Linked DNA regions of Bicyclus anynana: region 2 is linked to region 1. Evidence: chromatin contacts called from public Hi-C data. All regions are on one chromosome and are shown on one strand. Each heading gives the region's core, a stretch centred on a gene start, on an enhancer-like site or on the middle of the called end of the contact. The rest is flanking DNA. Distances are from core to core; before and after follow the strand shown. Region 1 overlaps LOC112044074 (bone morphogenetic protein receptor type-1B). Region 2 overlaps LOC112044074 (bone morphogenetic protein receptor type-1B).

The links. A called contact is a pair of places that touch in the nucleus more often than the background predicts.
Region 2: a contact with region 1 is called in a Hi-C map of whole body, with 3 times the contacts expected there. The contact joins two enhancer-like sites. A contact is called at or near these places in 2 of 2 Hi-C or Micro-C datasets (whole body and whole larva).

Annotation. Positions count from the first base shown.
Region 1 is chr19:14,386,012-14,392,849 of ilBicAnyn1.1, forward strand. All of the region lies in intron 1 of LOC112044074 (bone morphogenetic protein receptor type-1B), which reads left to right. Among protein-coding and RNA genes, the nearest start is that of LOC112044074, 6.6 kb to the left of the region's middle. Within about 2 kb of position 3,265, at least 8 of the 8 cell types and tissues checked have open chromatin away from gene starts, as enhancers often do.
Region 2 is chr19:14,517,399-14,524,236 of ilBicAnyn1.1, forward strand. All of the region lies in intron 1 of LOC112044074 (bone morphogenetic protein receptor type-1B), which reads left to right. Among protein-coding and RNA genes, the nearest start is that of LOC112044076, 22 kb to the right of the region's middle. Within about 2 kb of position 3,498, at least 1 of the 8 cell types and tissues checked has open chromatin away from gene starts, as enhancers often do.

The DNA.
Region 1 (6,838 bases), core at 2,015-4,514:
CTTTCGCATTTATATACTAATATAAGAAAATCAGTGGATAGTGTTGGATTTTGTGTTTATATCTATACCTATACTAATCTATACTCTATACTTAATAAAGCTGAAGAGTTTGTTTGGTTGATTGAACGCACTAATCTCAGGAACTACTGGTCCGATTTGAAAAATTCTTTCAGTGTTAGATAGCCCATTTATCGAGGAAGGCTATTATCCCCGTATTCCCACGGGAACGAGAACCACTCGAGTGAAACAGCGCGGCGTCAGCTAGTGTATAATATATTTAATTGTTAATATCGCAACATAGGAGTTTTTTTATTTTAATTTTCAAAAATATAAATTCTTTTTATTAAGTTATCCTAGTTTTTTAATATTTTTGGTCACCATACACGAAGGCGCGCGAGGAGTCGATTCGGGGAATTGTTCGACATTGAGATGGGTCATTTTGTAATAACAATAGCGGGCACAAGTTAGGGTTGGCACACGCTTTTCTCAAATATTTATTTATTTTATCATAAGTTGGCTGGTGGGAGGCTTCGTGGCTAGTTACCACCCTACCGGCAAAGACGTACCGCCAAGCGATATAGCGTTCCGGTACGATGCCGTGTAGAAACTGAAAGGGTGTGGATTTTCATGCTCCTCCTAACAATTTAGCCCGCTTCCATCTTAGACTGCATCATCACTTACCATCAGGTGAGATTGTAGTCAAGGGCCTACAATCACAAGGGACTGTATTAACGTAGGAGTGAAATATTATAAAATGTTTGTCAAATAAAAGTGAAGTGATAGACATAATTATGGTAATTAATTATTTTGATGTTAAATGTACTTTGAAACATGATAGCAGAATACATTTTACAAAAGTAAATAAGCCTTAAGAATCCCAGAGATGTAGCTTTGCCTTAACGTCGGATACAAATCTCTTCACAAATCCTTTAAAAAAACAAAATATATGTGATGTATAGAATTTAAACTATCTTGACTTGAGTGAGCTTTGAAATAGTTTCGTACATCCTGATACGGGTCTTTTAGACGTTTTTTTTTTAGGAAAAGAAAAATGCAACTCGAAAGTTTATGATTACGCATAAAAGTCAACACAGGTCAACATATATATGAGGGAACACAACAGTGTTATCATTCATCCTATTCCTGTATATCTATACTAATTTTTAATTATAAAGCTGAAGGGTTTGTTTGTTTTTTTGATTGAACGCGCTAATCTCAGAAACTACTGGACCGATTTGAAAAATTCTTTCAGTGTTAGATAGCCCATTAATCGAGGAAGGCTATAGGCTTTAAATTATCCCCGTAGTCCTATGGGAACGGAAACCATGCGGGTGAAACCGCGCGGCGTCAGCTAGTCCTACATAAAAGTTTTGCCTACCCCAAGTAATGTTAATTTTTTTTACTAGTGCATACCCTGATCGACAACCTCATGCACGCCAGTGCACGAGACACATTGTAATTAGGGCGTACACGCGTAATACACTGCCATGTCTCACAATCACGTCACAAAACGTTTCCATTAAGCTAACGTTACCAATTGAGATTACACCGACTCGGATTCCAACAAAACGGTTATAATTTACTGGAATATTATACGTAATGAATCATGCGCGCCATCAAAATAGACTCGTGAATAAATAACCACGAGTTGCCGTTTCGTGACTACTGGTTGTACTGTACTCGTCCTAAAAACAATATTGATACAGTTGTTAAAATTATGTTTTATACACTTCGATTTCGATGTCTATAGTCTGGCACGTTCCATGATGACACTCCCATGATATGCGGGCGATAGGAGGAAAGACTGCGCGGGTGTGAAATCGTGCGTGCGGGGAAGTGAGGTGCATCAGTCCTTTTCATTTATCGCCACACGCCTCACGGCCCGCGCAAAGCAGCGAGTGTTACGAACGAAGTTGCTAAGCTAAATATAGTTTCGCCTAAATATTCTGAACCATGACATTTTTTATCATACTTTCTTTCTTTCTTATTCGAATCACTCTTATCTATTGCTGAAAACTCCATCAACAGCCATTGTTTAGAGTTAAGAGTTCTTAGCGTACAAACGCAGAAACATCATTGTTTTTCACCTGGATTTGCGTTTTACACATATTAGGTTTGTTGTTCCATAAAAAACCATGAATAGCTTAAATCGCAGTCGCATGGAGATTGAATTATTTGTTGAGGTTTTAGGACCTTGGTGTTGAATTGACGAACCCGCAAAATGCGGTCTTGATCAACCCCTTACTATGAATGACATCATTAAATGTATAGCATGGATCCCCTAGTTGCAGACCCGTTTTATTTGGAAGTCTCTAAGCCAGCAGCCAGCAGTAGACGTACCTCGACTGAAGTGACGATGATTTTTAATACCGTTTCCTCATCATTCATATTCGACTCACTGCTGAGCTCATGTCTCCTCTCAGAATGAAAGAAATTAGGGTAATAGTCCACCACGCTCACCCAATGCGGATTGGCAGACTTCACACACCCAGAGAATTAAGAAAATTCTCTGTTGGGCAGGTTTCCTCACTATGTTATTTCTTCACCGTTCGAGACACGTGATATATAATTTCTTAAAATGCACACAACTGAGGGCCTAGGCAGTTTGATACTGTGACGATCACGTCAACGTAAACGCGAATTTCTAAGGAATTGAAACAGCGCCATCTAGAGGCACTACTGCAACTGTTTCATTTCAATTCGCGTTTACGTTAACGCGATAGTAACTGTATGAAAATATTGAAAGCTCCCACTAGGCACACTGAAAATACCGTTTCGTCATCAACCCATATTCGGCTCACTGCTGAGCTCGAGTCTCCACTCAGAATGAGAGGGGTTAGGCCAATAGTCCATCACGCTGGCCCAATGCGGATTGGCAGAGTTCACACACGCAGAGAATTAAGATAATTCTCTGGTATGCAGGTTTCCTCACGATGTTTTCCTTCACCGATTGAGACACGTGATATTTAATTTCTTAAAATGCACACAACTGAAAAGTTGGAGGTGCATGCCCCGAACCGGATTCGAACCCACACCCTCCGGAATCAACGATTACCAAATTCAGTGCAAAACCTTGACAATATACCGGAGATGGTTGTTTTTTTTAAAACAGCGTTTCTAACTTCATCCCGTGGTCGGCAACCCTGGATCGGTTTTGGTTTTGGTTTTGTTTCCATCTGTCACGCGGAGCGGCCGACACCTCGCGACAATGCGCAGACGCGGACGCCCTTCGGCTCAGACTCGATCCTGCTATTGTTCGCTCTCTGTATATTTATGTGCCACATATAAACGGGAACTCGTACATGTACATATAGGTATTCATCATCATTAGGTACTGGCCTATTTTAACGGCACACTTTATAGGCAGGAGATGGGATACGGAGCTGAGACACATTAGGTTGCTGCAACGCGGGTTAGGATATATAGATAGATATATTCTTTGTTGATAAAAAATATAAAACAATATTCATCAGACAACAAAATAGACTTGTAATGACCACAATGAGTTATGTTAATGGTATGCGCCGGACTAGCGGCTAACTTAACTTACTTGCTCTCTGAGTCTCATCACTCCGATGTACATGTGACCAATGGCCTGAACTTCACAGATAGGGTTGGAGGGTGTCCTCAGAGTATACTGCATACTCTGAGGACACCCTCCTAAGCCTGTATTGTAGAAGGAATTCTGGATTTTGGACAATTTGTACGTATTGTTCATATCGTAGTACCTTGTGCAAGCCACCAAAAGCTTTCTACTATCGAAGCTGAGAGTTATATTGTCTACTGAGAATTTCGGGATTCGAATCCAGGACCTCGTTATCGGAAGGTGCAACAAGGCAGAAAAGAGTTTTTTTACCTTTCAATATAATTTACTTATTATAAGAATATAAGTCGTGTTTCAATACTGACGAATAACACTTCGTAGTTGTAAAAAATGTTGGGCGCGGGCGGGGATCGAATCCGTGACCTCTCGGTTGGAGTCCATTAACCATGGATCTATTGAGGCTTACAATTAGCAACCATATGCCACATTCGTATGGTTCCCAGTATAACCAGCTAGCAGCTACACGCTATAGAACTGATTTTATATTGTGTATCTATAGAGCGTAGGATGTCGATACATTATCCAGTCATCTCGTCCTACGCTCTGGAAGGCAACTAATGAGCCGTTTTGTAAGTCTTTCCTATTATATCGTTTTCACCATCGTCAGATGTAATCTTAGACTTGTAAAGGGCATTCGATAGGTCATCGTACTATATCTCTATTGATGGATTGGTTTAGTCACCGTTTCGTCGGTCCAGTTAATCTATGGATCGTGGATTCCTTGCTTCGGGTCTTGGATCAGGCTAAGAAATATTGGATTAATATTGGATTTAAGGGCACGTTAAGCTATCTGTAGTGGTGTTAACAGTGTCAAATATTAAATCCGCCAGCCTATAGTAGAATAGCGCGGTGTATCTAAGCACTGACAGCCAGGAAAATAATGAGATTGCAAATCTATCTAAAAGAATTTCGTTACCCCAAAAAAAGAGGATTACCTAAAATGTTTTTGTTTCATCTAAGTCTTTAAATCTGTACAGATCTAGGCACTAATATACTTACTTACTACAACTTACTATAACTTAAGACATCATATGTTTTCTATTAATCAGTCATTGGCTTTACCTTCACTTTACACAAATTGAATTATAAACTCTTCAATCATCTTGTATTTCTTTTTTAATATTATATTATCTTAAGATAAAACCAGCAAATAAAATTTTCCATAAGTAAACAAAAATCCTTAGCATATTATACGAATAAAAGAGCAGCTGTTAATATCTGGCCGGCTAAAAAAATTCCTCTATATATACTCAAACTTGACATTTAAAAAATGCTCGTAAACTAAGGCTACTTGAAATAAACGAATTTGAATTTGATCGTATCGTGATGAAAATATTCTCTTATACAGAATGTCCGCGAGGCAATCCCGTTCGCAATTAGGATCGGGTAATATAACCATTATCAATGGTCATTTCATTTTGCCGAGACGAATCGAAAACTGTCCGTAATGTGGCTCTTGTATGTGATCACATTTCTTCAGTTGAGTTTCTTACGTACGTAACTTGCCCTTTTTCGATTTTAGTATCGGTTCGTCCTTTGGGAAACTGAGGTGAGTATGGCGGTTAGTTTTTTAATTGCGATTTCGCGTTGCAATTCCAACCCTGATTCTTGGAGTTGCACAATTAGAGTCTCGATTTAAAAAGTTTTGTGTTTGTCTCTGACTATCTTTATGCTTATGGTTGACGGAACAATTACTTGATCCTGTCGTTGTTGAATGCAAAACAATCTCTCGTACGGAAATATTGTGTAAAAAAAAGAACCTTGTGTTTAAATTTTTCCTTTCGCCTTTCGATCACTGCTTCATGTTTAAGCTTCGTTGTGCCTATAGTTATATCGGCTACCATACCTTTTTAGATTTTGATCTGAAGGGCATGGGTACTACGACGGTGCTTTATAAATTCCTTTCTTTGCAGATATAATAATGTTATTCAAAAACTTGAATCACATAATGTGTGTGACAGATGGAATTTGAAGTGGCGGGAAGTCCCGGGAAAAAACTACGCTTACAACAAAGTCTACTGCCTGGGTTGGTCTTAAAATACAGTATAAACGATTTAACTAAGAAAGGATTGACGGAGATCTTAATGATAACTATGTCATTGAGATTGGTTGTTACCGATTAGAGGCTCCTTTGTTAGACTTAAGTGCTCCAGCATCTATTGTGATCTCGCTTTGATCATATCCTTTTTAGGATGCCAACGAGACCCTCTTATGGCAGGCGTCCACAGATCCGCATCATCAATTTTAGTATTCTTGTATAGAAAGTCTATACAAGTGCGTTCACTGATCGAATCGCATCGAACGGATTTTATCTAACGTAAAATTAAAAATCCGTTTGATGCGATGCGTCTGACTCCGATACATACGATGCGGATCAGTGGACGCCTGCCATTAGTCTCCGTTGTCCGTCTGTTTGTCGCTATAAATAACAACAAGTAATGTTATGTAAATAAATTTTATGAAGGCCCCATCAAGGCCTTACTTTTGGCGTGAGCAAAAAGCTCGAGCGTATGGTAACTTAAGATTAGTTTATTTCTATATAATGACGATTCGTCTACTTTCTTTAATTTTTGGGAATCATATGTGTTGGTGACGGTGACATACGCGTAAAAAAACCATCGACTTATAATAGTCTAGTAATAAAATATTATTATTGGCCTAGATTTTTACATATATTTTCGCAGGAATGCAAAGTTTACATACAAAGTTTTTACAGAAATAACTCGAAAATTCAGTGCATCGTGAATCATGTTTTGTCACATTTTTAAAATAGAAAACTCTGTAGTATTTTGGGAATCCGCAACTTTTATATTTTCCGAATGTTATATGCTTGTTTGACGACGTTTTATTGCCGTCATAAAAAGTGTTATGATTTCTTTTACGACTCAGTTTACATCAAACAGGAGTAAATATTTCAGTTATAGGCAGCTGAAATATTTTCTGTGAAAGTAGGATTACGTAATAGGAAGGATTCCGCAGTTTGACTTGCGACCAGTGATGAGAAATGTAGACTTTCTTCCAATGGCGTCGGAGTTGTCCTAGTCCCATCTCTTTCGTATTAACGTAATGAATGAGATAGCGTTATTTCCGCTTGCGCCGCCATTGGTTGATTTTTTTCTATTTCTCTTCATGAGATTATCTCGTTGGTCGCATGTTAGCGTCACTGGGGTTCGAGTTCTGCGTCCAGTGCCGCTTTACAACTTCGTAGCTCCACATGTGCTTGACATCATGTAG
Region 2 (6,838 bases), core at 2,248-4,747, 130 kb after region 1:
GATGTAAGACTATTGACTGACACGACTATCCGAATAACAACTGTTGACGCAACTATCCGAACAATAACTGTTGACGAAACATTCTACATGGCGGTAAGCTCGTGGATATGGTCCAAGTAATTTGATAATTTTTCCATTTCGGATTTCACCAGATTATCGTCATTTAGAACTGTATATGTTTGGCGTACCTACTGACCGATCAACCAGCAAGTATTTCGACTTCAATTATTATTACTTACTACTATTACTTATGAGTCGTTATAGCCCAGTAGATATGATCTTTGCCTTTGATTCGAAGGGAGTACGTTCCGGAGTATGCGCCTCCAATTTTTCAATTGTGAGTATTTTAAGAAATTAAATATATCATGTCTCAAATGGTGAATGAAAAACATCGTGGGGAAACTTGCATAATACCTAAGAATGTTCTTAATTGTGTGTTGTGTTTGTTTTGTAATGTTCATAATCTACGTATGTGAAGTTTGCCAATCCGCATATTGGGCCAGCGTAGTGGATTATTAGCCAAACCCCTTTCATTCTGAGAGGAGATTCGTGAGCCTATTATGCTTCGTTAATGATGATCATTACTACTTCTAGCAGGTAGTTGAAGGTCGCCAACCCTAGCACAGGGTCGAAGATCATAATATATTCGGCGGCAGAGTGGCGCGTTCCAACTATGCCCCGAGCGGGTCCCGCGTCGCCCCAAACTGGATCCCGACCATTTTTTGTGCGCCAGGATTACGTCGCGTAGCGTAGCGGGCTAAACGCAGGTTACGTAATACATTTACACACCCTCAATCACGCTAAGCCACGACAGCGCCCCCCGGCGGTTGTTTACGTGCTTTTTTATGGCCGGGTTTTATGGAATATTAAAATTAAACCTGACAAGTTTTCTTAAAAACATTCGTACCTATGAACAATCCGACAAGTCTTCGTATCTTTACTAATATAACAAAAAGGAGTAGTTTGTTTAATCGCGTTAATCTCCGGAACTGCCAGTTAGATTATTAAAGTTCTCTTTGCGTTTGATAGATTTATGAGTTCCAACTGAAATTTTGGAATTTCCTTCACTTAGGAGTCAAATTAGATACGTTAATTACTTTTCAAATTATTCGGCGGGTGAAACAGCGCTCTACTGTACTATTTAATTTTGCTTGCCTATTATTACTAGATAATAAGCAAGCAAAATTAAATAGTAGGGTTCGCAAGGTAGACCTTGAAGAAGTCTGCCTGTGATATCTTCTATCTATCTTTGTATTAATACTACAAATACGATGACAGCTTGATTGATATCTGTTTGTTTGTGTGTCTGTGTACTCTGCGCTATATTAAAAACGTGATGTTCCAGTTATTGTACAGTAAGTGATGCAACTAATTCGATCGACACGCAGCGCTACTTCATATATCTGTCCCAAGGCGTGCGCTGCAATACATCATCACAATCGCGATGGACGCCGTGACCGGGTACGAGGTATCCGTATCTGAGTTACTAATCGATTTATCGGTAGCTCGCGGCGTCTCATTCGTTCACGTTCAGTTAATCGGTCATCCAGTAAATGTGGCCTTAGATACAATGGATTTGTATCTTGGGAGGAACAGATCAACAACAGTTCTGGACCCGTTGGTCCAGTAGTTCTCATGTGGGACATTTCACGAGGCCTTGAATTTGAGTGTAGAGGTTTGTCGGGCTATGAAATATTTGGCTTTGCTTTCATACAACTTTTTACAAATTCCATGTATGATGTCGCGTAGCGTAGAAGCGCTTTTGTCAGGGTCTAGAGATTGTAGTCCAGAGTATTATTTATTCTAAACTTTAAACTTTTTTTAACCCCTATTTCACCACTTTGGGGGGGTTGAATGTTAAAAATTCTTGAATCACATTATATTTCGTATTTTTTTTATGATTCATGAACAAATCTGTAAATCTAAAAATGAAGGACTCTCCATACAAACTTTCAACCCCTATTTCACCCCTTCTATTTTTATTATAGGGTCAAAAAGTACCCTATGTTTTGCTCCAAGGTCCCATTTACCATTATACCAAAATTCATTTTTTTTTTTTTTTTTTTTTTTTTTATTGGTTTGCTAAACTGGCACAAATACTTAATCTAACATATATTAAAAAATAGCTACTTCTCATCCTCACGTAATTGTGCCTACTTGAAGCAAACACAACATGCTTACATAGGGTACAACGCAAATTATTTACTTACTGTAATCAAAAAGAAAAAAGACAAAGAAAAAAAAAAACAAAGACAAACAACAAAAAATAAATGCGAAGAAGAAATCCATTTAAGGAAACCTAGTCTTAATACTGCTAATTGAGTCACTGAAGATATCTATACGGTCTCGGACACTGTTTGCAAAAGATTGCATGCGGTATACTGGACTATGCTGACCAAGATTGGTCTTAGTACATTTTGATCATTTCAGCCGTTTAGCCGTGAAAAGGTAACAGACAGACAGACTTACATTCGCATTTATAATATTAGTATTTAAGTACTATTAAATACTATTTTACAAAAGTGTACGATTTCGTTGGTGTCCCAGCGCAAGTCTCGTGTAATCTTGTCCGCTGATTACAGTGACGACAGTGTCACCAGCCCTTCCCACGGGAAAGTGACTTGTTTGTTGATTTGATCCCGCGCTGTTGGCTCGCTCTACTTGACCCAACGTTCGCTCTTAATGTTTTTGTTCAATTCAATTATCGTGACTTTTCCATATTATGTCCACATTTTAATGATCTACAGGCATTATCACTTATATAAACGAGTACGCTGTATGAGGCTGCAAGACGAGTTAGTGGGCTTAAAAGTACTTATAAAGTTTGACGATCGTTATCTTAAAGTAAGTAGAAGTAACTTTTGTTTCTGCCTTCAAGCCCCATCAGGCGATGCTTCTGCGCTCGCCAACACCGCCGGAGACGCCGCAACCCTTTCTTAAAATTTGTTCATGATGACGACGACGAATGATCACAACTGGGGCCGAAAATTTAACCACCACGGCTATACTCTAACGATGGTTTGTATAATTCGCAAGTGCGAATTTCGAATTCACCGCTGTCTTTCTCATTCTACAGTATCGTTTTAAACAGAGAGAGATAGAGTAAATTCGAGAGTAAATTCGAAACTGGCAATTGCGAGTTATAAAAATATCGTTACAGAATTGCCTAGCTGTTCTCCGAGGTATAGGTAGAGGGTTGTAATACTAGTTAGTAAGTTCCTAACTCCGGGCTTGCTACTCAGTAGGAAGGAAGAATCCCCCAATATTTTGATAGGAAGCATACGAAGCTAAGAATCACCACATTGCACAAACGTGGGTTGGTGGGCGATCCTCTCCAGTAAATGGTACTCTAGTTTGTTATCAAACAGACGTTGATAAGTCAAACAGTCTCTCAGACGGACGCTTTAAAGTTGTAACTGATCAAAGTGTAAGCGATTGCGTGTGTAGTAATCAGTTGGCCGCGAGCGGGAGATACGGCGAATTTCGCGAGCAATCCTTGAGATGCATTAATGCCAATCATTTGGTATTATTTCACTTTGTCACTTACACAGGAGCGACATGTCGCAAGACTTAATATTGCGATGTGTGTCGCCTGACTTTCGGTAATCTAAATTAATAGGTTAAAAGATACTGTAGGATCTTCAGGATGTACTTGCGAAAGTATTGATATTATGTAATAATGTTTTTATAACTTCAAATTGTGCGTCTTGAATTCGTCTCTCTTTCTTTGTCTATCACGATTCAATAGATAGAAAGAGAGAGGTGAATTTAATACTAACTCTCGTCATAGAATTATTGATTCAGGATAATGCTAAAGTGTGCTTAGAAACTTTTAATCTAGTTTCTCATTTACCGTTATATATGTGTGTTTGTAATTAATTCTGCAAACCTGCTACAAAATCAACATAAAAATGAACAAAATTTATTTATTATGAAACACGGCTAAAACACACGTCGGAAAATTACACGCATAATAGTTTAAATTCTAAAAATAACAAATTGTTCGTACCCTTCGAAAGCAAATATTCAAAAGATTTACCTTTGAGTACTTGTTTTTGATACTTGAATAGTTTGTACTTAAGTTTTGTCCGCATAGATGAAAAATAGACGAGTGAGCAAAACTATGAAAACATCCCTTTTATCATAGGGGGTCAATTTTTTTAAGAAAATCAAGCGGGTTAAAGAGATCCGTTGAATACTGACGGCTCAACACCTTTGTGCTTGGAAATTCATACAAGAGACCTATGAAAGCCTATCTCCAGAATGGAACGTCGATCGACTATGTCTATACAGGGTGATTCGGTCTTTAGTGCGGATATTTTTTTTCGTGGTTCTGTATCATTAATAGAATATAAATCTACAAACAGTTCGATACATTTAATGTATTTTTTTTTTAATTTATGTCTCTAAAATAACAAAATAATGTACATATTATTACTAAACAAGATATATTCAGCTTAAAAGTGATCTGGTGACGTCCTTTAGGTATCAAACGAAAATAAAATAAACGCACAATAGGGTGACCCTAAAATTCTGTTCAAAAGTAAATAACTTTAGCTAACGATAATTTTGTTATTTTTGAGTTAAAAAAAAAAAGAAAAAATACGTGATCATTAAATTTTGTTTATGAACAAAATATAAAAATATCCGCACTAAAAAAATTTTCTTCCTGTATAGCATAGCGTGACCTGACGTAAACAAAACAAAAAGTCGCGAATGTGCTCGATGAGATCGAACCGACCGTTATTCATTGCGGCAATTGGTCGGGCGGCGGCCAGAAACGTGACGTCACACATTCATGCACAGCGTAGCGATGCACAGGGTAAGCTTCATGCGTTTTACTGCGCGATGTAAGGGCGGGTTGTGTTTATCGGTCTATACCAGCAGATGGCTGCGACTTCGCCCGAGTAAGCCCTCATTCGCACGAGAGTTTTTTAACGGACGTTAAAAAGCGTTCCAAAATTGAAAATGCAACACTGCGCAACATGTTTTAAAAACACTGCCGTGTGGACATATCGGCACACGGAATCGTGAACATTGACGGCCTCCGTGGCGCAGTGGAATGCGCGGTGGATTTACAAAACGAAGGTGCTGGGTTCGATCCCCAGCTGGGTCGATTGAGATTTTCTTAATTGGTCTAGGTCTGGCTGGTGGGAGGCTTCGGCCGTGGCTAGTTACCACCCTACCGGCAAAGACGTACCGCCAAGCGATTTAGCTTTCCAGGAACGATGTCGTGTAGAAACCGAAAGGATTTTCATCGTCTTCCTAACAAGTTAGTCTGCTTCTATCTTAGACTGCAGCATCACTTACCACCAGGTGTGATTGTAGTCAAGGGCTAACTTGTAAAGAATAATAAAAAAAAATATATACCTACTTGGGAATGCATTTGTTGTATTTGCACCTTGGGACCCCAGCGTCCATCAGCTCTTCGAATAATGTGCCCCGCCCATTGCCACTTCAGCTTCGCGACTCGTTGAGCTATGTCGGTGACTTTAGTTCTTCTGCGGTTATCCTCATTTCTGATTCGATCACGCAGAGACACTCCGAGCGTAGCTCGTTCATTCAAGTCATTATAAAACATTGTAGGAGCTATTTGTCTGTGCATATAATTCTCTGTGGTCGCGGCACGTGAATCGCATGATGCAGGTCGGTGGCTTATACGAGATGTAGAGCAGCAAACTGACGTGTGTGAGGAATGAGTGACTACTGCTTCGTTGGACCGTTGGTTTGTATGTGTTGCTTCGAATTAGTGTAGTGTTGGGTTGTTATAGGAGATATTGGGATTTACTTTCATTCGCGAAACTTTAAATAGCAGCCTTGAGTTTGGAAAATGATAGTAATTGTTAGCCTATATGGCTTGATGAAGTCATGAGGTCCTGAGTTCCAGCTCTGGGTCGGTGTAGGAAACACTGACAAGAAATTTCCAGTGAAAATTGTCAAAGTTGGTGTGTTAACACTCCGTGCGTTGGAGAGCACGTTGAGACTTTGGTCCCGGTCATTATTGGATAGTGATCGTTACATAATCAAAATAACCCTAAACTCGCCAACTCGCAAAATTATAGCGTGGTGGGGGGTGGGTCTAAACTTTATACCCCCTCTCGAGTAGGCCTAGCCGTTTAAATAGGCTGACATTGATGATAAGCTTTGAAAACAAAGTTATCCTGCAATAAAAAGAAATAAAATCAAAGCGCTCAGTTGTCTTCGCAAGCGTTATCTACTACGAGCAGGTAACTGATAACAGCAACGCTGATGGAGTGTTTTACATATCTGAGGAAGATAAACATGGGGACATTTACATGTCGCCAAATGGTACCGTTTTCGCATAACGGAATGATATTATCATCATTATCAGCCTCGGTACCGCAACGGCCCACCACTGGGCCAGACCACCTTCCTTGTAGATTTTGAACCCACCATGCTATCCATCTGTCACCAGTGGTCTGCACAAGACTTTTTATAAGGGTAGGCATTATATGTAGGTACAAATTGTACACAATGGAGAAACCATTCTTCATTACAGGTTAGCACTGAGACCTCAGGGTTGGCAGTGTATTTTTGCATCTATGAAGTACAGGCCACTGCACTAGGTGTTTAACTAGGGTACAACATTCAAAATTCAATTTTTCCTTTTCCAAAGCCGGTTTGTAATGACTCCTCGAGGTCGGCAGTGGATTTTTACAACTATGTAGTGCACGTCATGGTCAGTCTCTGGCGCCAGTTTCAGTTTGAAACTCCCAGCGTACAAAAAGCTTTATAAAGTATCGCCACGAACGAAAGCAAGGAGAAAACGATAAAACTCTAAACAGACAGCCAGTCGTAAAAGAGTCTCTTTAATGGC